Regions from separate parts of the Mus musculus genome. Here region 2 is linked to region 1. The links are chromatin contacts, called in public HiChIP or PLAC-seq maps. All regions are on one chromosome and are shown on one strand. Each heading gives the region's core, a stretch centred on a gene start, on an enhancer-like site or on the middle of the called end of the contact. The rest is flanking DNA. Distances are from core to core; before and after follow the strand shown.

The links. HiChIP or PLAC-seq counts read pairs in DNA pulled down with a chosen protein or histone mark.
Region 2: an H3K27ac HiChIP or PLAC-seq map of embryonic stem cells shows a contact between it and region 1, with 8 times the contacts expected there. The contact joins the promoter of Nfam1 here to the enhancer-like site in region 1. A contact is called at or near these places in 14 of 39 promoter capture datasets (the C10 cell line, the HPC-7 cell line, cranial neural crest and 10 more), 5 of 15 datasets of contacts at CTCF or cohesin (the NIH/3T3 cell line, embryonic stem cells, large pre-B cells and 2 more), 20 of 484 Hi-C or Micro-C datasets (B cells, CD4 T cells, the HL-1 cell line and 9 more), 16 of 115 datasets of contacts at active chromatin or transcription factors (the HPC-7 cell line, bone marrow-derived dendritic cells, bone marrow-derived macrophages and 7 more) and 5 of 9 other capture datasets (adipose tissue, embryonic stem cells, liver and 2 more).

Annotation. Positions count from the first base shown.
Region 1 is chr15:82,862,370-82,867,801 of GRCm38.p6, forward strand. The region is part of intron 1 of Tcf20 (transcription factor 20); the gene reads right to left. Among named protein-coding and RNA genes, the nearest start is that of Tbrg3, 33 kb to the right of the region's middle. Within about 2 kb of position 1,657, at least 1 of the 459 cell types and tissues checked has an H3K27ac peak or open chromatin away from gene starts, as enhancers often do.
Region 2 is chr15:83,028,825-83,035,025 of GRCm38.p6, forward strand. It overlaps Nfam1 (Nfat activating molecule with ITAM motif 1), which reads right to left and starts at 4,573. Exons shown (of 6, transcript NM_001271411.1): 1 at 4,289-4,573. The coding sequence starts at 4,406. It overlaps Gm32620 (a long non-coding RNA gene), which reads left to right and starts at 4,492. Exons shown (of 3, transcript XR_384275.3): 1 at 4,492-4,680; 2 at 5,435-5,528.

The DNA of each region.
Region 1 (5,432 bases), core at 407-2,906:
CTACATAATGAGACCATATTAATAACAACTTAAGAGACCATATCCCATCTGGTGAACTTAGGCTGAGGGTGGTACACACATAACAAAAGCAGCAAACATTCTTACAATTCTAAAGATATAAATTGGTAATTTAAAATTGTTCCTGCAGGATCTGTAGCAAATTATGGTATACCTTACACAGTGCATAATCATTGTGAAGATTCTAGCCACATGAAATACATACTTGTGCTATGGACTGCATATAAAAATTGGACATTCTTATAGATGGAGGACAAAGGAAATGACTGGAAAAATGAAAACCTTTTGATGATCTACAGTGGCAGGATTCACATGGCCTCACATACAAATAAAATTTTATATAATATATAAATATATATATAACCTAAATATTTTATACACACAAATATATATATATACATGGCTTAGACTACTGAACTCTACGTCATCTCAGTACCATCTGCCTGTGCTATCTGTCTGCTGGCACTTCTTTGCCCAGGGGAAAGAGGCACAAGACACACCCTACAAGCCCAGAGGATGGGGGAGTAACCAGACAGGACCTGCACTAGGAACTCACAGCCAACACACTGCATACCTTAATCACTGCAGGGCCCAAATGGCGTGCATGTCACCAGCTCAGGTTTTTTGCTTTCATTTTTTGTTTTTCTAAGAATTAGGTCTAAAAGCTGGGTATAATGATGTATGCCTTTATTCCAGCACTTGGAAAAAGGCAGAGGCACTTGGATCTCTGTGAATTCAAGGCCAACCTGGTCTACATAGTGAGTTCCAGGAGAGCTGGGGCTAAGTAGAGAAACACTGTCAAAAAGAGGGCAGGGGTCTTAAAAACAACCCAATTTCCTGATTGCCCACTACATATTACATACACAGTAGGCAACTTATTCTTGGACATAATTCCCGAAGGCCCAGAAGCTAAAGCCTTCTTCTCTTCCCTACACAGAATGAAGCTTCTGGAAATATGGCTGACACATCCTGGCCCCGTGCCCATCCCCCTTTTCTATCTTATACACATGGGTATCACAAAGTCAATTCAAATAGACACATGGAGATCTTGATAGCTCCAGAGTTAACCAGAAAGGGGACAGGAAAGTGGGACTAATTGCACCTGGGACTAACTAGGGAAGTCTCCCTTTCAGTCTGTGTTACCTGGGCTTTGGGGTATCACATTTAATTGTTGTTAAGAATACAGCACAGTAAAATACAGACAAAATGAAGGTAAACAGCAATCACTGCTGTCACTTAAGGCAGCCCCCCCCCCAAACGCCGCCTGTAAATCCTTCAACATAACTTTATATTAAGAGCCAAAAGACTTAATTCCAAACAGAAATGGACAAAAACTATATGAGGAAAAATACAAACTTTTTTTGAAAAGCCCTCAAAAGTTTAAAACAAACAGTATATAGCTAGACAAAACGGTCCAGTTTCAAAAGTCAAGACTCTTAACAGATTAGTAACAGTATTATTTTCACTTTGAAATAATCCCAAACACATGGAAAAGTTCTAAGTGTTTACACACCTTTTAACAAGATTGCCCAACTCAGTATTTTACCTCATTTGTTAAGTTTTCTATATGTACCCAAAGCTGCCAGTTCCTAATCACTGTGAGAAATCTGAACACAAACAACTCACTCTTCTGCATAACCAAGCCTCCACAACAGGATGCCAACACTAATACTAACACTAATACTGCACTAACAGATTAATACTGCACTACCAATTCAGCCTACAAGCCTTATATCTCAGTTATGAGAATGGCCACAACATTTCCCCCTCTTTGTGGTCCAACATTTCATCCAAGTGCCAATCTCTGCTAATGTCTATTGATCTGCAGTAGCATCTCATTGTTTTGCTGATTTTTATGTCCCTGCTAAGTCCTTTCATTTCACAGGGTCAGCCCTCAGCCTAATATTGGTCTGCATTTCCTAATGGCCAAACTGACAGCAACACAGGGCATACCACATAAGCAGAACCAACAGCAATCCATCCCCCTACACTGATGATGTTAACCATGTCAAGCCAATGCCTAGCAGGTTCTTCTAAAATCCTATCATGCTCCTCTTCAAAATAATCACTTTGCTGGAGCAATTATAAGGGTCTGTCAATACCTTGTTCTTTGTTAAGTATCAACTAACAGTCAACATCCAAATGACCCCCATCTCTATGAAACCTGCCAGTTGGTGATACTCTAGCCTTCATTTTGTCTACATTTATCAATTGCCTCTTCATCTATTTGACACTCAAAAGTGTCCAGAGTTGGCCAACTGGAAATGCAAATAGCTTTAGTGTTGGCCTGACATTTTCTGGTCTTCAAAACAATTCGCCCATTTCCTAGCAAAAGACACTTCAAACTCATCTGGTATCTTCCCAGCTCCAACTCCTATAAGTACCCAATTCCCCAAAGACAATTCCTCTTGAAGGAAGATGATTCAGCAACAAAGATTTAGGTGCTGGGACTGAAACTAAGATGTCTGTACTTCTAGCTAGAAAAGGCTATGTATACATACTTACCATTCCTATAACTATTTTTACAAAATGTAGTTACATATCTACTAAAAAAAAAAAAATTTATCAGTCCAATTCCAGCCCAACATTTCTCTTTTTTATCTTTCCATGTTTGTTAATTCCTTTGTCAAACAGTAAATTTCAGTCTTATCCTTGAACCCTGTTCCTACTACCTCCCGGGCCACTATCTATGTGGCCCACTTCTATTACAGTTTATAAACCAATTTCAAAAATCATTGTGTTTTTTTTTAATTCTAAGTAGTATGTAAAAATGGTAAAACCATAAAAAGGCAGGATATACATACCCTAACCATACATTAAAACTTTCTTTTTCTTCTTTAAGGTTTATTTATCTTATGTATATGAGTACACTGTAGCTTACAGATGGTTGTGAGCCATCATGTGGTTGCTGAGAACTGAACTCAGGACCTCTGCTCGCTCCAGCACAAGGATTTATTTATTGCTATATATAAGTACACTGTAGCTATCTTCAGACACCAGAAGAGGGCATCAGATTCCATTACAAGTTGGTTGTAAGCCACCATGTGGTTGCTGGGATTTGAACTCAAGACCTTTGGAAGAGCAGTCAGTGCTCTTAATCACTGAGCCATCTCTCCAGCCCACATTAAAACTTTCAAATGTAATTAAAATAAAGGGTAGGTACTAGCATGCCACTTTTAGGTAGGGAAAAAAAAACTGTTAAACCTCACCTCACAATATCCATAAAAATAAACTGCAGGTAAATTTAAAAGCTAAACATCATCTTTTTAAAAATTAAAAGAAAATACAAAAACATTTAGTCTTTGGGATCAAACTGATACTCTGCTTTTGAGGTTTTTGTTCAGTTTGCCTTTCAAGAAAAGGTCTTGCAAGGTAGCCCAAGCAGCCTCTAACTTACGCTCTTCCTGGCTCAAGTTCCTGAGTGTTATAGTTTGTATATGCTCGGCCAGGGGAAGGGGGCCTGGGGGGGGGGGGGGCACTAGTAGAAGGTGTAGCCCTGTTGGCGGTGTGTTACTGTGGGTGTGGGCGCTAAGACTGGCCTGGAAGTCAGTATTCTGCTTGCAGCCTTGAGATGAAGATGTAGAACTCTCAGCTCCTCCTCCACCATGCCTACCTAGATACTGCCATGCTCCTGCCTTACTGATAACGGGCTGAACCTCTGAACCTGTAAGCCAGCCCCAGTTAATGCTGTCCTTTATAAGACTTGACTTGGTCATGGTATCTGTTCACAACAGTAAAACCCTAAGACACTGAGTGTTGGTATTATGTGCATGTGCCACCAAGCACAGCCATTTTCAGGTTTCTATATGTCTTATTAAATAGAATCTAGATTTCTTGGGGGAGGGGAGGATTGATTTTCTAAGAAATAGGCAAAGTACAAGTATGGGACCATGAAAGGCAACCTGTTTTGGTTGAGTGAGGCTTGCTCCAGAGACCCAGTAGAAAACTCTACAAGGGACAGAACAGTGAGCTGTGGTCCCAGAGACAGGCACCTAACACCAGAGCCCCTAACTACATAATCCTGTGACTATAAGTCATACAGACAATGTCCCAAGCTCCTGGCATTCTGGCTAGACTCCACCCCTACAGTTACCTGGCAACAGCAAGGTAGCCCAGCCCACTATAAAAGGAACTGCTTGGCCCCTCCTTCCCTCTCTTAAGCTCTTTTTTTTTTTTTCTTTTTTTTTTTTTCTTCGAGACAGGGTTTCTCTGTGTAGCCTTGGCTGTCCTGGAACTCACTCTGTAGACCAGGTTGGCCTCGAACTCAGAAATCCGCCTGCCTCTGCCTCCCAAGTGCTGGGATTAATAAAGGCGTTCACCACCATGCCCGGCTAGCTCTCACCTTTCTTACTCTCATCTCTAGCTCTCCTTTTCTCCCTCCCTTCCCTCCTTCTTCCCATGTGGCCAAGGCTGGCCTCTCTATCTTCTCTCTTTCTCTCTGCCTTTCTACAATAAAGGTCTAAAACCATAGACTGTCTCTGCTCATCAAGGCCTGTCATACTTGAACGATGGGATAGGCTTTCCCCTAAAGAGCCACATCTAACCTCCGGCCAGAATGCGCCCTTTCTCCCTTCCCTCTCCTCTCTTCCGCCCCAGGGATGACTGAGACACCCCTGGGGCCTCCACTTTGTTCTTAGCTCTTCCGCAGTGTCCAGCAGTGTCTAGGACACCCAAGACTGAGAACCTGCTATCTCTGGCCTCCGTGAGGCCCAGAGACCTCAGACTGGCCTTGTCCACCCCCCACTCCCCCAAGGGCTGGGGTCCGTGGCCTGCCTCCCTCTCCCTCTCCTATGTGTGTGTGTACATTTACTATAACAGGCTGAATTAATAATAGGATCTTTCCACCACACCAGCTCTCCAGCCAGATATAAACAAGGATAAATCTCAATGGCAATGCAAGTTTAAAGGGGCTGGTATCTCGAAGGGAGAGAAAGGTATTCAAGAGGCACCAAGTGTAACATCTGTTAAGTTTGTAAATGTGGTGACAATATGCCTTTGAGGAATTATTATGAAAGACTGCTTTTTCTTTATTTGCTTGTATTTGTTTTGTTTGACATTTGTTTTTAAAACTGGTTCCCTACATAATCAGTTTAAGAAAATGGCAGCATTTATATAATTCAAGACCAGCTTCTAACACCAAGAAAATGGCAGCATTTATATAATTCAAGATCAGCTTCTAACACCAAGAAAATTTCCGTGTTCATCTTTCATGGTCTGCCTTCCATCCTCAGGCTTCAGACCTGCAGGTCTTGCCCATGCTGCTCCCATGGCTTCAGTATCAGTCCCTTTTCATTTTCACTGTCTGACTAACCAGTCTCCTGCTCAAACCTGCTCAAATACTCCTCTTTTTGAGAGCTGTCTTTCAGTAAGTTAATCATTACTGTCAGCCCTGCAGTTTCAGGCGTCACAGACTC
Region 2 (6,201 bases), core at 3,323-5,822, 170 kb after region 1:
ACACACATATATACACACACACACATACACACACATACACACACACCTGGAGACCATGTGTGTACTCACAGCCCCAAACAAGATGCCCCTGAAATGCCAGCACGACTATAGGGATGACAGAGTGTTCACTTAGCAGGATATTATTCTACAGCGGGTGTGCACACAGCATGGCAGGCTTGTGGGACATGTCGGCTGTATCCCAGCTATACTCTGTCATCACAGATAGTCTATGAAGAAGCACTGCTGTGTGTCCCAGGAAAACTCAGTCATGGGCATGGGGATTTGAACTTGGCGTGCAATCTTCCTGTCACAAAATATTTTTCTTTTGAGTCCCACTCCAACCACTTAAAAAATATGAAAAACCACTCATAATTCTCTGGCCATAGAAAGGAGGTGGAGGGCTAGGCTTAGCCTGGAGGTCCATAGCCTGTCACCCTTGCTCTGTAGCAGTGGAAACAAATGTTACCTACCTCTCTGCCACTGAATAGACCTTAAAAGGCATAATGTTGACTCAAAGAGACACATCACAGAAGAATATATGCAAGAGCATTTCAGGGACACCAAGTTGGAAAGCAGACAATCTAGGCTCAGTGGTCCTACACTTGCTTAGCGTGTGTGGCACTACTACTCTTCTTTCCCAGTGCTGAAACAAAATGGGCGAACTTCCACAGTGGCTTGGACTGTGCTGGGTGATGACAAGATACACAGATAGATTCAAGTTTACCCAGCACCCCCACATCCACACTCATTCAGAAGAGAGCAATACCTCTAAGGCAAAATAAAATAAAATAAAATAAAATAAAATAAAATAAAATAAAATAAAATGTATCTCTGGAAGAATATTCTGGAATGTTCCAAAATATTCTCTCTCTCTCTCTCTGTTTCTCTCTCTCTGTGTCTCTGTGTCTCTCTGTCTCTCCGTCTCTGTCTCTCCCCCCCTCTCTCTCCATAGTCAGGCAGCACAGGTTTTTGAAAGTATTTGTCATTCATCACTGTACTTACGATTACAATGAAGAAGGTAGTGGCGAGAAGATCTATGGGGACAGTGTCTGAACCTCCACTAGACAGGCACTGTAATCCGCTGGAGGTAGTCTCGCATCCCACAGCTTGGGGAGACTCTCTTCTCCAGTCAGACAGAACCTCTGACTGTTTCTCCCCCCAGCTTGCCTTCTGGTCTCCCAGCCTTTATCCATGCTGTGCCTGTGTGCAACCTCACTTGCTCTGTCCTCCTCTGGGTCCAGCCCCCAGCCCATGGCCTCTCCAGCAGGCAGCCCCCCAACTCCCCCTCCTACAACAACTCCCCCCCCCCAGCACTCCCTGAGCCTGCCACTGCCTCTCTGCCTCTCTGCAGGCCTCTGCCTCCCAAGCTCTTTATTGGGATTAAACGAAGATGAAAGGCAGAGCCCAGTGGTGACAGAGGCTGGAGGGGCAGGAAGAGAGGCAGGAAGCCTTGGCTTGCAGAAGGCAGAGCAACTATTCATGTTTGGGAACAAAGAGAGTGGTGACATCTGAGGCCAGAGAGCACAGGCAGATGCTCGAATGAGCTCCATCTGGGTCCTGTTCCCTGGGACAAGTCTCATGATTTCTACCCAGCTGAGACTGTGGGCCTGGGGCTTGTACACCTCTGTTCCCTGAAGGGTCTAGAGACCTGTGGCCTGGGAGGCTCTGCAGGCCACTTCCTCTTCCGTTGGTATTTGAGAGCGAAATCAGTAAAGCTCAGAGCTTGAAAACAGTCGAAAGAGAAAAGAGACTGACATTAGTCAAAGACACTGAGGCCCAGAGAGGGTAAGCGGGTTACCCCAGTCAAAAGAGGTGACAGTCCCAGCATCTGAAACATTCAGGCAGGAGGATGGGTGGAGAGTTTGAGGCCAGCCAGGGCTATACAGTAACTTCTGGCCAGCCTGACTTATACAACCAAACTCAAACTACACATTCAATTCTTGTCTTAAAGAAAGCAATCGAGAAACAGAGAGAGAGAGAGAGAGAGACAGACAGACAGACAGACAGACAGACAGAGACAGAGACAGAGACAGAGACAGAGACAGACAGAGATGGAGATGGAGTCAGACAGACAGACACAGAGAGATCACACATATGGGAGAGCTCTTAAAGCCTAAAACAGGGGTACGGGGCGGAGCAGAAGCTGTGATAGACAAGGGGCAGGAGCAAGAGAGGAGGCTGTGTGTTCCTGTAATGGGCTCCAGAAGGCAGGGAGCAGGCTTCCCCCTCCCATGCAAGAGCAGGAAGAACTTCTCAGTAGTGGACCGTTTGTTGCAATACATGGCCAAAAAAAAAAAAAAAAAAAAAAAAAAAAAAAATCTGTTTTTGTTTGTAGCTCATCCTCTTTCAAAATAGCTTCCCCGAAGCTGCAGTAGCTTGGCCAGAAAAGCCTCCTCTAATTCAGTGCCTTGGCCTTAGGAGGGAAGAACCACACAGAGAAAAGACAGGACTTCAGGGACATTGAGTTCAAATGACTACGTGGGAATTCTTTTTATTTTTCCAGGGATGATGGTTGTTGAGGCACAATCTCACTCTGTGGCCCTCGCCAATCTGGAACTAATAGCAATCCTCCTGCCTCAGCCTTCTGAGTCCTGGGATTACAGGCACCAGCCACAACATCTCACATAAGTGGAAGTTCAACCACTGTCAACAGCAGGTCCATTCTACCTTTTCGCTGTCTTTTCATGGTCTGGAGTGGGTGGGCAATGTAGGTTGAGCAAGAGTAAAGAAGACAGGCCACAGGGTTGGTACCCAAACTGCTCTAGAGGCTACGTGTTGGCTCCTGCCTCCTCAGAGTAAAGTTTCCTGGGGAGAATCTTCCTTGCAAAGAAAAGTGATCTGGTCGATCAGCGGAGCCCAGTGGGCAGGGGAGGCTGAGGCTGAGGCTGACCCTGGCCTGCAGCCTGACTTCTGAATTTTCTGCTGTCTGACTCCACACATGTTGATAGACATCCCTGGGTTTGTCTCCCTGTCAGTGAGATGATGCTGAGGACATTAAAGGCTCACTACACGCTAATTCCTGATGGTCAGATATAAATGAAAAAGGGGACATGACATAATCCAGGGACAAAGAACCCCCAGTCACCTCATCAAAGTCAAAGTGGCACCGAGGAGAGGCGTTGGTGGACAAAGTGCTCACAGCATAAGTGTAAGGACCAGAGTTCGAAACCCTGGAATTCGAATAAAGCAGAGTAGCACGTGTCTCTGATCTTATTGTTCCTGCCACAAGACAGGAAGCAGAGACAGAATCCTTGGAAGCTTGCAGGCCAGCCAGCCTGGCATTCACAGCAGTGACAGACAGACAGACCAGACAGACGGATGGGCGGGTGGGTGGGCAGGCAGACAAACAGACAGGCAGGCAGGCTATTTCAAACAGGTAGAAGGCAAGGATGTTCACCCGAGGCTGGCCTCTGACCTTCGTAAACTCACCTCGGCACACACAGGCACACGCACACACACACATGATTTATAAAATAAATAAGTAAAGTCAAACAGAGAACAGTTAGTACTCAGCCTCCACAGTGGAGTGTCCCTGGGTCAGCAATGGACCAGCTGCTAGCCAGGCCAAGGCAAGAACACATAGTGCCTGACAGACATTACCCAGCACCACCAGGGAACACACCTGAGAGGGACACCCTTGGAGGTGCGCTGGCCTAGATAAATTGGCCTCTACCCCACAGCTTGCTTTGAATCCAGACCTCCCAGCTTCCAAGGGAGCCTGGAACTAGGATAGGACAGCAGTGTTGGCCCTGGGGAGATTCGCTGGTCATAAAATCCTTGGCCTCTGACTGCATTTTAGAAAGTGCTAAGTGTGACCCTTTCTAGTGTGGCCCCAGGATGCCGTGCTCTGACTGCCTTTCTCTGTATTCACCAACCACCACCAGCAGCACCCAGGGCAGCTCCACCACCTGGCAGATTCAACAGAACTCCTCTACCACAGTAGCCTTGTAAGAGCTGTCTTTTCCATGGACTCCACACCTGACCTCAAAAACACAGCACCCACCTTCCTTATTTAAGGACCAGGAGGCCTAAGCTATGCTGTCAGGAAAGCTGTTAACACTGGGGTGAAGACACAGCACCGTCCCCCCACAACCCCTTCAAATGCCACCTTGACGAGGCATTAGCTAAATATCTTCTCAGTCCCCGAAGGCTTCCCACATGAAGTCTACAATGTTCAAACGCAACCAGCAAATCCCCAGAGACAGGTCCCGGGAATTAGCTGTTCCCGCTGGATGAAAGTCACTCTGATGTATGCGAACAAGAGGACGTGAGAAGGAGACAGACTTGCCTGTTAGCTGCAGGGTCTGGGGCACCGGCAGCAAACAGAGGAAGCACCAGGCTGGGAGCCAGCTGGGTGGGTGCAGGCATCGCACTCGGGCCCCACGTCGCAGAAGCCAGCTCTCCATGGAATACCGTGCGCCAAGCTGGACACTTATCAAAGCCTGTTCCTCCTTCCGCTTCAGGTCACTGCAGACTAAGGCCCCTGCTGGCAGCTAGAGTTCCCTTTTGTGTCCCCATAAGTTCCTCCTCTGGACACCCTTCTGCTTCCTCAAGGCGGTTCCTCTCAGAAACCCTGACCTCCCTCTGAAATAGCGGAAGCAACCTTGGTGAGGGGTTCCAACAGATAAACAGCCTGGGGCTCCAACTCATCCAAGCCACACAGTGGGAAAAGAGCATGCGGTAGGAACCTTGGCTTTCCCGGGCTTCTGGGGCCTCCTTAGTCCCTCGCAGCAGAGGACCCTGTCCTGGAAGCTGGGTGGCCATGCTCCTTAGGTCTGAAACCCTAAAAATGACCATAATCCCACCTGCTCAGACATCCCTGCAAGGTCCCTGCCATCCCTTGAGAAGGTGTCCTGAAGGGGGGGTGGGGTGGGAGTGGGGGGAGCCTAGGGTGGGGGAAGAATAAGCAGAGGAGTGGCAGACTGGGAGGCTGAAGGGCCTTAAGCCACTTGTCCCAGCCTCCGGAGGGAATTTAACACATCCTGGAGTGAGAGACAGTAGCTGGTTCTTCGGAGGAACTCCTCTTGATCCACCTGAACTGATACGCCTCCTCCTCCTCCTCCTCCTCCTCCCACTCCTCCTCCTCCTCCTCCTCCTCCTCCCACTCCTCCTCCTAGGGTGGGGGGGGGGCTCCCTAACCCGACTTCACCCCATCCCCACCCAAGAGGAGACACAGGCCCCTGACTGCCTCCTTCCTTATCAGCTCTGCTCTCGAAGCCCCCATGGCGCTAGAGGTCTCAGTACTGGGACAGTGATGGCTTCCTATGAGGGGGGGAGGGGCCATCCTCTGCAGACTCTAGGGAGAACTCCTAAGGTCCTGGAGCCCCGTGTCTGTTTTGTGACCTGAAAGGTAGGGGCTGAGAGGACAAGGGGAGAAAAGCAGCAGGAAAGAAGTTGAGGGCCAGACCTGCTGAGTCTCGACTTTTCTCATTAGAGCCGTGAACCCAAGAGAGCCCTGAGTAGCCCCACCACACCAGTGAGAGACTTCAGCATGAAGAGGTGAAGCAGCTAGCTCATGATCCCGGCAGGTCTGTGGGGCATAAATGAGAAGGACAGATAGATTTTTACCTGGATTTTCTTTGCCACTTGTGCCAGTGTGGTGGAGGCTGGGCACGTGGCTGATGTTCCCCCCCTCCCCCACCCTTTCATATCACCATGGGGGCTTCTGTCAGTACCTTGCCTAAATCCCTTCCCCTTGGCCTCTGCACAGTTAACAGTGAAAGCTGCAGGGTGTTTGGGAGCAAGAACCCTGAGACTGGTGTGCAGAGGCAAGCAGCCATAGGCCACCCACCCGCAGAGGAAGATGTGTATGAACAGGAGAAGAGGCAGCGCGAAGGGGCGGGCTGGGACCCAGGCGGTATTGGCTGTTGATCCATCAAGGTGATACATGATCACAAGTGTCACAGCGAAGCATGGATAATCTGCTTCACGCCGCTCCCCAGCTCCTGCGGGGAGCAGATTGTCTAAGCACTCCGGTGCCATGGTGATAGACGTCATGTTAATGCCTCGGTGCACAGAGGGAGCATTTTAAAGGCATCGGGCTGCGCCTCCGTGAGTCTCCTCATGACTTGGCACCAGGAGATGCCTGAGTGCCAGGCTGCCTGAAACACAGATCCTGGCTTCCCCAACACTGGTGCTGTCCCCATGCCTGCCCAGGTGCCAGCTAGCTGCTCCTCCCTGCCTGTGCTTGGTACTGCTGTG